Linked DNA regions of Zea mays: region 2 is linked to region 1. Evidence: chromatin contacts called from public Hi-C data. All regions are on one chromosome and are shown on one strand. The core of a region is the stretch at or near the end of the contact, and the rest is flanking DNA. Distances in the headings are between cores, read along the strand shown. Region 1 holds the start of LOC100280315 (Poly(ADP-ribose) glycohydrolase 1). Region 2 holds the start of LOC100272462.

Region 1 (4,696 bases), core at 2,095-4,594:
GACGCGAAGAATCGGTTAATGAATATATCTGGAGGTTCCGGAACACTAGAAACCGATGCTTTCAGATTCATGTCGCGGACAAAGAGCTAGCAGGGCTGGCTTTTAATGGGTTGCGATCCTACTTAAGAGAGAAATTGGATGGCACCCAGTTATTTTCGATAGCTCAGCTACATCAATGGGCTTTGGCCTGTGAAAGCCGAAGTAAAGAGACATCGAAATCGGCTAGCCATAATGTGCATCTATTGGAACACGATAGTTCAGATGATGAATCCATAGATATATATATATATATATACCGTTGAGCTTGTTTGGCCGACGAAAGCCAAACCTTCTGCATGTTCTTCTTTGCAGCCGGTTCAAAAGAATCAGCAAGAAGAAGTTAAATTTACTTTTAATGTTGCCAAATGTGATAGAATATTTGACGAGCTAGTAAAAAATGGCAACATTAAATTAACACATACTATTCCTCCTATAGATGAATTAAGAGACGTGTTTATTGCAAGTGGCATAATTCTTTTTCCCATGCCACCAATGATTGTAATGTTTTTCGTCGACAGATACAATCGGCCATAAATGAGGACCGGTTGATTTTTCAGGAGAAGTAAGTGGACACGCAACCATTTCCTATCAATACAATAGAACTAGCAAACAAAAGAGTCTTGGTTCGGCTTGAAGTGGCCGATAAAGGCAAAGGCAAAAACATCGTCATTGGTGATCCTCGCACATCAAATATATCACAAGGAGGGATTGCTCAGAAGGCTCCAGAGAAAAAGACTAACAAGTCCGAAGGCGTCGGGGGGCGGGCTCAATCGATCGGCCGAGCAAAGCTCCCTGACTCGAGCATCGCGGATGGTCCGGCACATGCGCGCGGACAGTCCGGTGCTCATGCAGACGGTCTGGCTTACTCAGCCGGACAGTCCGCCCATGGCCAGAGGCATCAGCCTCCACACAAAGCGAAAAAGGGGACGCAGAGGCAAAGCACATATAACGCACATGGCCGACTGGTCAAAGCCGGCCCTACTTTTGATCAATTGCTCTCCAAATATGCTAGCAAGAAGGTCGTTCTACGCGATCGGCCACCAAAGAAACCCTAGCCACCCACTAAAACAAAACGACCGAATAAAACGGCCCGAAAGCGACGCAGCAGGCATTGCCTATTCATCCAGTGATGCCAGGATACTTTCCACCCGCCTACTCATCGTTGATATATTATCCTATTCAAATGTGGAATGGTACGACGATGAACCCATGGTACATGCATAGTCCCTTTGCCTATTCAGGCTGGGGGGCACCTCCATTCTATACCTTTTGATCCATTGATCGAATGGCCATGGCCGAGAAAGATACAATCCAAAACGGCCTTATGCATTAGAGCTCTATTGAATGATCACCTTATCGGATTGAAAAGCCGGTGACTTGCATCAGGCTTAGTTCTTACTTCGGGAACAAAGTGACTTGTGAGATATATTATTTCCCGAAGGATGCTATCAGTACATATGCTTTTGGTTCGTCAACCTCCACCAAAAGACAGGGGGCATATGTTGAGCACCGAAACTGGCATGCGGACTGTCCGCCCCTAGGGCCGGACGGTCCGCGGTGGCGGCACGGACGGTCCACGCGTGCGCAGAATCAGTTAGGGTTCCAGATTTCTTGCGGGATTTATTAGCTAAACATGCAGGATTAACTCGAGAACCGACTTGTAATGGGTCCAGACCTCCTCCCTTTATATAGATGAAGGGTTACGGTCGATTGAACCCCCACAATCGATCCAATCAATTCTACTTATCATTTTTACCTTATGCATTAGGAGTAGCCCTAGTTTAGCCTTTCTCTACCTCAAATCTTCACCTCTCTTCGGCTCTACGTCGACTAGAGACGTATTGGGTGGCCTGCCGACTCCAAAACACACTCTAGGATCTCTCCTCCCAGACGGGGTCCCTCCCGGGAGACGAGATCTAGGTCTGCTGCAAAGAAGACGACCCTCTACACTATCGCGGACCGTTCGAGCCCCAGGCGTGGACCGTCCAGACGTACGCAGCCGCTCTTGTGCCTAGTTCGCGGACCGTCCGACCCAGGGCCACAGACTGTCCGCGCTTCCGCAGAGAGCACCGCCAGGTAGTTCATCTCCGGTGTTTGGCGCCCAAATCGACGTCAACATGTAGAGAAGAGGACGCATCACTGGTCAAGCCCGTGATGGGTTTGGAAATGTTTTGGTAGTCAGGTTTATGCGCAGTCACAATTTTACATGGTATATAAGGTATGGATCTAGATAAGCCTTTTCTCATTGTTTGGGAGGCTCATTCCTTTAGGAATTTACTAGTCATTTCCATATCATGAACTTTTAAACCATTGAACATTATTTCGAACCCTATATTGCTATTTGTCTACGTTGTTACTGTTTTTCCTATCTTGCAGTACTTTTCGGTAATGTGGAAAGTTTAAAGCATAGAGAGCCCACTTGAGGTTAGGCCAGCTCACCAATGGTCATGTTTGGCTCGCTGGAGACTGTGCTATCCATGCTTGGTGGGAAAGAAAAGATCAAGTTTGTGGCAGGAGGTTTGTGCTATCCATGGTCTTGGTCTGGACGGTTTTGTATGGACAGATAAAGTTTTGGACGATTTTACATGGCCAGATAAAGTTTGAGTACATGTTTTGTGGTTTTCTGAATTCGGAGCTTAAACGTGTCTAGTTTGTGAACCGCTGGTGCATCTCACTCGTCGCTAAAATTATCAAATGTCTTAACTCTCAGGCTGCCTCCAACGGTTTCCTGGCCCCCTCTCCCTGCCTGCTCGAGGGTGGCCAGGGACGCCCCGACGCCGCCCAATGGCTCCCCCTCGGGGCCCTGCATGCAAGGGTGAAGCCGGATTTCCCCCGTGGAAGCTCCTCCTCTCCACTAATTGATTGTATTTAGTGTAAAATTAACCTTCTTTGAGTGTAATTAGCAGATAACAATATGTATTATGGTACTACAAATATGATAGTATTTTTTTAAAACTCCAAAAACTAAGGTATAAAAGTCAAATAGCCCAGCTAAAGAGTAAAGGGGAGCTGAATAAGGGAAATAGTTGGAGAGAAGGAGAAATAGGGGAAGAATAGTTGACGGGGAGGTATTTAAATATGAATAGAAAGTACTAATATGGGGATTTAGGAGGAGGAATGGTTGGAAATAACTTAAGAGTCTGTTCGGTTATTTTGAAATACATTTAAAACTATTCCAACTTATAAAAACTATATAAATTAGTGAAAGAATTATTCCGGCCCGTCGTTCCGAAAGAAGCGAACAGGCCCGACTCGAATCCTAGTGGATCTCGTCGCCGCGCACCGTCGGTGTTGCCGACGTCAACCTTGTCCTCCCACCCCGCCATTTCCGCCAAGCTGTCGTCAGCCTGACGCGGTAACCGTGTGGACTCCGCTCGGGTGGGGGTGGCGGCCCGAAGCCCAAACCGCATGGGCTCGCGGCCGAGCTGACCGAGCCGGACCCAGACCCACTCGCTCCTCCGCCCCCGCCGCAATGGAGGAGCCGGCGGCGGCCTCTGCCCTGGAGGCGCGCGGCGACCTGCGCTCGGCGCTTCCCTTCCTCCCCGTCGTCCTCCGCGGCGGCGCACTCTTCTGGCCGCCGGCGGCGCAGGAGTCGCTCCGGGCGCTCGCGCTCGGCCCCGACGTCAGCCGCGTCGCCTCGGGGGACGTTCTCGCCGACGCGCTCACCGACCTCCGCCTCGCGCTCGCCCTGCCCGCGCTGCCCCCGCGCGCTGCCGACGGCCTGGCGCTCTTCTTCGACGACCTCCTTTCACGCGCCCAGGCGCGGGGCTGGTTCTCCGAGGTCGTCCCCAACCTCGCACGCCTCCTCCTCCGCCTCCCCACCCTGCTCGAGGACCACTACGCCAAGGCTGGCCACGGCGCCTCCGGGCTCCGCGTCATGGCGTCGCAGGACGCGGGCGTCGTGCTCCTCAGCCAGGAGCTCGTCGCCGCGCTGCTCACCTGCGCGCTCTTCTGCCTCTTCCCCACGGCCGGTAGGGCCCAGGCGTGCCTTCCCACCATCAATTTCGATGGCCTGTTCGCGTATGTCCTCTTTGCATTTTGTGTAATTTCGCTTATGAGTGAGAAAAGAACTAAGATTGGATTACCCATGTTTTGTTCACTGATCGCAGGCCGCTGATTCACAATGCGAGGCAAAGCCAGGAGCAGAAAGTGAGGTGCCTTGTTCACTATTTCGAGAGGGTGACTGATTCTATGCCTACTGGTTTAGTTTCGTTTGAACGCAAAGTTCTTCCCCGCCGAGCGTTCTCTGATGGCGTTCCCTATCCTGACATCCATGCGTGGGTGGCATCTAGTGCACCACTCTGCCAATTCACGGTAAGAGACCACTGTATACTGAATTATCTAGATTTTGGAGCTGAGGCGCAACTTGATAAATGGTTTACTTCCTGGTGTTGCTATTGCCACCAAACTAGAAATGGAAAAATGCTCAAGTATACACTAGTAACATGGAAGAGGTCTCTGATCATAAAAGGGGGAAATGCGTCTAGGGGGGATCTGTCTGTGTTCTAATGGTTATAAAATTGTCTTCAAGTTTATTATAATTTTTTTTCCTGATCATCTGTTCCTTTTCATTAGTAGGTATTTTCATCAGGTTTCATAGAAGATGAAGAACAAGAAGCCCTTCAAGTTGACTTTGCAAATAAATATTTGGGGGGAG
Region 2 (5,026 bases), core at 1,117-3,616, 160 kb before region 1:
TGGAATATTATGAAATGGGAATCCATTTACCATGGACAGATGCAGAATCCAACGTTTGGTGATAATGCTGGAACCCAATGTTTGACTAAAACGTAGGGTCAGATGGAAGTTGCTACTGACATTTTAAACTCAGCTAGAGGTCAGCCCCTACACAAGGATCTGCCCCCTTTATGTCAGTCCATCTCATATGCACAAAACCATGGGACCAGCGAGTGACATTTTTTAACCTCAGCCTGAAATTCGCTTCCACTGGGATTCGAACTTAGGACCTAAGGAGTGCTACTCAGAGCATCTAACCAACTTAGCTAGAGGCTCTTTCGCTTCTACTGACATTTTGGCACTGTAGTAAGTAGTATCATGGGTATTTGGTTTATTCTGCGCCACATTTAGCGTGTGGTTGTGCTTATTTACAGTTGGCATCTATAATTTTCATTTGTACTCTAAAATAAGGTCGCTGTGTCTGACAGGAAGATAAAAATGTAAGTTTATAAAAAATTGGTTTTTCCAGCTCTGCATTGAACTGCCAAGGCAAAAATAGCAAGAAAAGAATAGGTTGGAGCAAGCTGGTCACAAGCCTAATTTTGTCCTGTCCCCCTTGAAGGGTTAATGGATAAGTTAAGCGTGTTTAACCTGAAAGTCTTTAATGTTTTATTCTTCTGCATTTTTGCGCCAGATTTAGGAAACTAAAGGAGGAAGAATCAAGGAGAAAAGAGGTTCTGGGGCAAGCAGAACAATCAGAACAGTCAAGTTTTGAATCTAGCGTCGTAGATGGAGCACAAATTTCTGATGCGTCTTCTGGAGACAAAAATGATGAACAGGTAGTCTCTATTTTTGCTACTTGGTATATGGTAAATTTCAGCAGGTAAAGTCTTTTTGACTGATGATAGGTATTAAACAGGAGCCTCATGAAATTGGACCGATCGTAGCTAATAGCAACGGTGGAGTTAACCATAGTAGAAATGAAAAGACTGAGAATTTTTCATCAGAAAAGGTATGCTGTTGTTTCCTTAACATGTCTTTCCAGTATGAAATCGCAAACAAAAAGGTTGTTAAGGGCATCCATCGAAAGACTAGAGTTTTTACCTATTCGGTTGTTTATGAATTTCAGGAAGCAGCTGACGATCATTCCTCGGTAAGCAAACCTATGTTACCGGATGCCCACAAATTAACGGACCAAGACAATGGAAACGATGCAGTATAGAGAGTGGATGTTAGCGTAGCTAGTCGTTCTGCTGCTTTGATGCGTTCACTGAAAATCAGTGGCTCAGACGTGTCTGCTTCATCACGCTGAGGTATAGCTGTGAGGCATAGTGAGCAATAGTTTCACGAACATCTATCAAGAATCACACGAAGATGCAGCAGGAGGCAAATTTGTTTCAAACTAGAAACCACGCTCTAGGTCTAAGCCCTTTTTCTTTTCCCCCACGAATTTGTGCTGTACTGTAGGTTATGTGATGCATATAAGAGTAGTAGGTGAAAGGATTCTGAGATATCAAAGGGATTCTGTCCATAACGTGTAATGTTGTTCAGTTGGGGGTGGGATGGATGCAAAGGTGGCAATTCGACATTTTACTACTTGTCGTGACAATAATTTTGGAATGGATGATGATGCCTGTCTTGAGAAGCACGTGCAACCTCAAACTTTGACGTTGCTGATGTAAAAAAAAAATCATAAACAACCTGGATATGTTCACTGGAAAGTAGTTACACATACGAATGGACGATTAGCTTTAGCTGTGTGTTTACATACAAATATCAAACCGAGGAAAGCGACCATGTTAAATAAATAAATAAAATATCGCAGAGATTTTGCAACCCCTGCACGAAACGAAACCAGTCTCCGCTCCTCAGAAGGAGGCGAAGGCTCCCGCGGCGACAGCGGCGGCGGCGCAGACGCGCGCCGCGGCGCTGGCGAGTGCGACGGGCGCGTTGCTGGCGGCGGCGCCGCCCGCGGTTGCTTCGGCGCCGGGCGGGGCGGGGACGTCGTCCCTGGGCTCAGTCATGGTGGCCCCGTTGGGCGCGCCGACAGGGGCGGCGTCCTCGTCGTCGTCGACGGCGTCCTCGTCAGAGGCCGGCTTGTCGCCGTCGAAGGACCCCAGCGGGGTATGCGCCACGGGGGTCAGGATGGTGGGCATGGCGTTGGCGTCGTCGGCGGATGCGACAGAGGCCAGCGCAGCGACGAGCGCGGCGGCGAGGAGCAGCAGCAGCAGCGCCCGGTGCGAGGCCATGGCGGCACGGACGGAGATCACGCTCGGCGCCTTTGCGTGGGAACGGGATGGGTCGCAAAATAAGCAGGTTATCGTACGTCTTTGTTCTTATTAGGTCTATATATGTATATAGAAAGAAGAAGAAGCGAAGCAGCTGCGAGAGGCGGCAACAATGGCGAATGGTGGAAGCGTGTTATATATCCGAGAGCACGACGAGCATGGAGGGGGCGTCAGGCGTCCGACGACTCCGACGGGACACGCCAGAGCGCGGGGTTGGCGGGTACGTTTGACTCCAACCGTGGCCATGCGTTGGGACACTGGCTACGCGGGTCCCACGGAGGCTGCCCATTTTGGGACCCTTGTCTTCAGACACGTGCATTTTTACAGTATCTCGTTTTAGAACTGAATTCTACATTAACTATCACAGTGCAAGTGTATATCACCCTCTGCGTCCTAAACTATGTTTAGATCGTTTTGGAATACTCCCTAGTGGTAATAGACTCTAAAATTTTATACTATAAATTTAAGGTCAGATTAATGAGGTGTTTGAATGTACTAGATCTATTAGTTAGTTAGATAAAATTTGCTAGTAGAATTAGCTAGCTAATAAATAGCTAACTAACTATTAGCTAAATTGTTTGGATACCTCAACTAATTTTAGCAGCTAATTATTATTCTAATGCATTCAAACACCGCCTAAGATTGGGATCTATCTCTATTTATTTTTGTACTAAAATTAATTAAGGCTCAAAATAATTATGAAGAATCGTTTGGATCATGATCTATTAACATCTTTACCTATGGACAATATTTACACAACCAAATAAATTAATTTTTTAAAATTTATTTTATGCATTGGCTCATTTGAGTTGGTTCAATTTACCTTTAACAAAATTTATTTTTTCATTTCTTTATGTACAAACTAAATTTTTAGTTCAAATTTTGTTGGTTAGTAGCTAATAGTATAATTTAGCCTAGAAAGATATATTATGATTTGTTATAATTATTTTGATAGGTTAGGGATCAGATAAATAATAACTTTAATGATATAAAACTAAATATAAAATGATGTGTAAAATTATTAACATATTTTTCTAACATAAGTTATGGTGTCAATCACCTTAGAAAATATGAACTTTGAATTTAACTTGTACATATATAAACAAAAAGACAAATTTGTTCCTAATAAGATTTTATGATACTTTAATCAGTGTTATTGTATATAATGTAAGTAAAAGTGGTTTATAGCAACCTAAGGCTTGAGCTGGTTTCTCAAGTGCTTCACCCTAAGGACCAGCTTGTTGAGAATACAACTTAGACAACAATGTAACCATAAGGGTAGTATAGAAAGACCTTAGCTGATTAATTAGAAGAACTAAATATATAGCTTGCTTCGTTGTTGTCTCCTATGGGGGTCTAGGGAATATGCTTAGCTCTACCAAGCATGGATGCAAAGGTTTATTTGTTTAGTTTTGTTAGCCACCACCTTGGAGAGAAGTCATATCTTAGTAACTGAAGAAGTTAACGAGAATCTTTATAAAGATTTCATAGTGAGACCCTACTAATTCATATCGGGAGTGATCAAATGAGAAGTCATGATCCTCGAGCAAAAAGGAATCACGATTTGTGGGTAAAGTGTATAACTCTCTATACAGAGTTAATTAAAATTGAAATATTAGTCGTGCTCACGGTTAAGAGTGATATAATTTTCCTCTTTGATTAAAGCTATTGTGTTTACGATGATAGAATGATTCTTGGAAGTCATATTCTTGTGTTAATAATTATTGGTTGATGCTAAAATTGTTTAATGCTTATAAATACTTATTTATCTAAAAGAAAATGCTATCAACCTAATTACTTCTAAAGCTAGTTCACCTTAGTCAAATAGGACACTTGTTGGGTATGCTATATACTCACCCTTGCTTTCACACAAACAACACATGTTGCTCCCAATACACCATTGGTCTGATAGAGAAGCTCTTGAAATAAACATCCAAGACTTGCAAGACTTCGACGAGTATAAAAACTATGCTAACAATCTCCCCCAGTCAGATAAATGTAGAGAGTCGTGTTACACTTTTCATTTCTCGTGTTTTTGCAGTGTCTTATAAGTTGCAGTGTAGAAACATATTCCGTTGATACATAAAATTATTTTCCATATCCCACACCCATGAATTTGATATAAACTTATATCTAAGCTTTGGAAAGTAGTGGAATGACAAATTCTAAGTCAAATAGACTACTTTATTAAGTAAATTTTATTTCCTTCGAAATGAATAAATCCAAAAGGCCCCTAAGAGAAAAAAGACTCGTGAAATATAGATTGGAGTATTGGACGATATGGCGCTTGCTTACACGGCGGCTACTGAAAATACTGCTTGTTTGATAATTTGATGAGTGCTGTCGGAGAGGGAATTCTCCGGCCGGGTGGCGGAATGCACCCGCCCTAAATCCTAAGATGAGGAAGGGGTTTAAGCGTTTTTCCTGTCTTGCTAAGCGATCACCGAACACATGAACACGCGAGGATTTAGAGTGGTTCGGGCCGCCGGAGCGTAATACCCTACTCCACTGTGTGTTGAATTGATGTGGAAGCTTGAGAGCTGAGAGTCTTTGTCTAAGTTTGGTCTAAGAGAGCTTGTGCGGCCTCCCTTTGTAACGTTGCATGCCTCCCCTTTTATAGTTAAGGGGGGCGTGTACAAGGGTACTGAGCCCCGACATGTGGGCCCAAGCACATAACAGATGTAGTACTTGGAGCTACTAACGTTTGCTGTTGGAGCAATCTTCTTGCGCCCTGACATCCGAGATCTGCGTAGCATCGG

The links. Hi-C and Micro-C count contacts between places; a contact is called where the count stands out from the background.
Region 2: a Hi-C map of leaf mesophyll shows a contact between it and region 1, with 2.1 times the contacts expected there. The contact joins the promoter of LOC100272462 here to the promoter of LOC100280315 in region 1. A contact is called at or near these places in 7 of 25 Hi-C or Micro-C datasets (bundle sheath, ear, leaf and 3 more).

Annotation. Positions count from the first base shown.
Region 1 is chr1:304,253,833-304,258,528 of Zm-B73-REFERENCE-NAM-5.0, reverse strand. LOC100280315 (Poly(ADP-ribose) glycohydrolase 1) reads left to right here and starts at 3,344. Exons shown (of 9, transcript NM_001153241.2): 1 at 3,344-4,059; 2 at 4,149-4,353; 3 at 4,618-4,696. The coding sequence starts at 3,512.
Region 2 is chr1:304,412,344-304,417,369 of Zm-B73-REFERENCE-NAM-5.0, reverse strand. LOC100272462 reads right to left here and starts at 2,366. Exons shown (of 1, transcript NM_001146935.1): 1 at 1,671-2,366. The coding sequence starts at 2,228. The coding sequence ends at 1,848. LOC100216602 reads left to right here. Exons shown (of 11, transcript NR_156716.1): 9 at 674-818; 10 at 899-991; 11 at 1,109-1,626.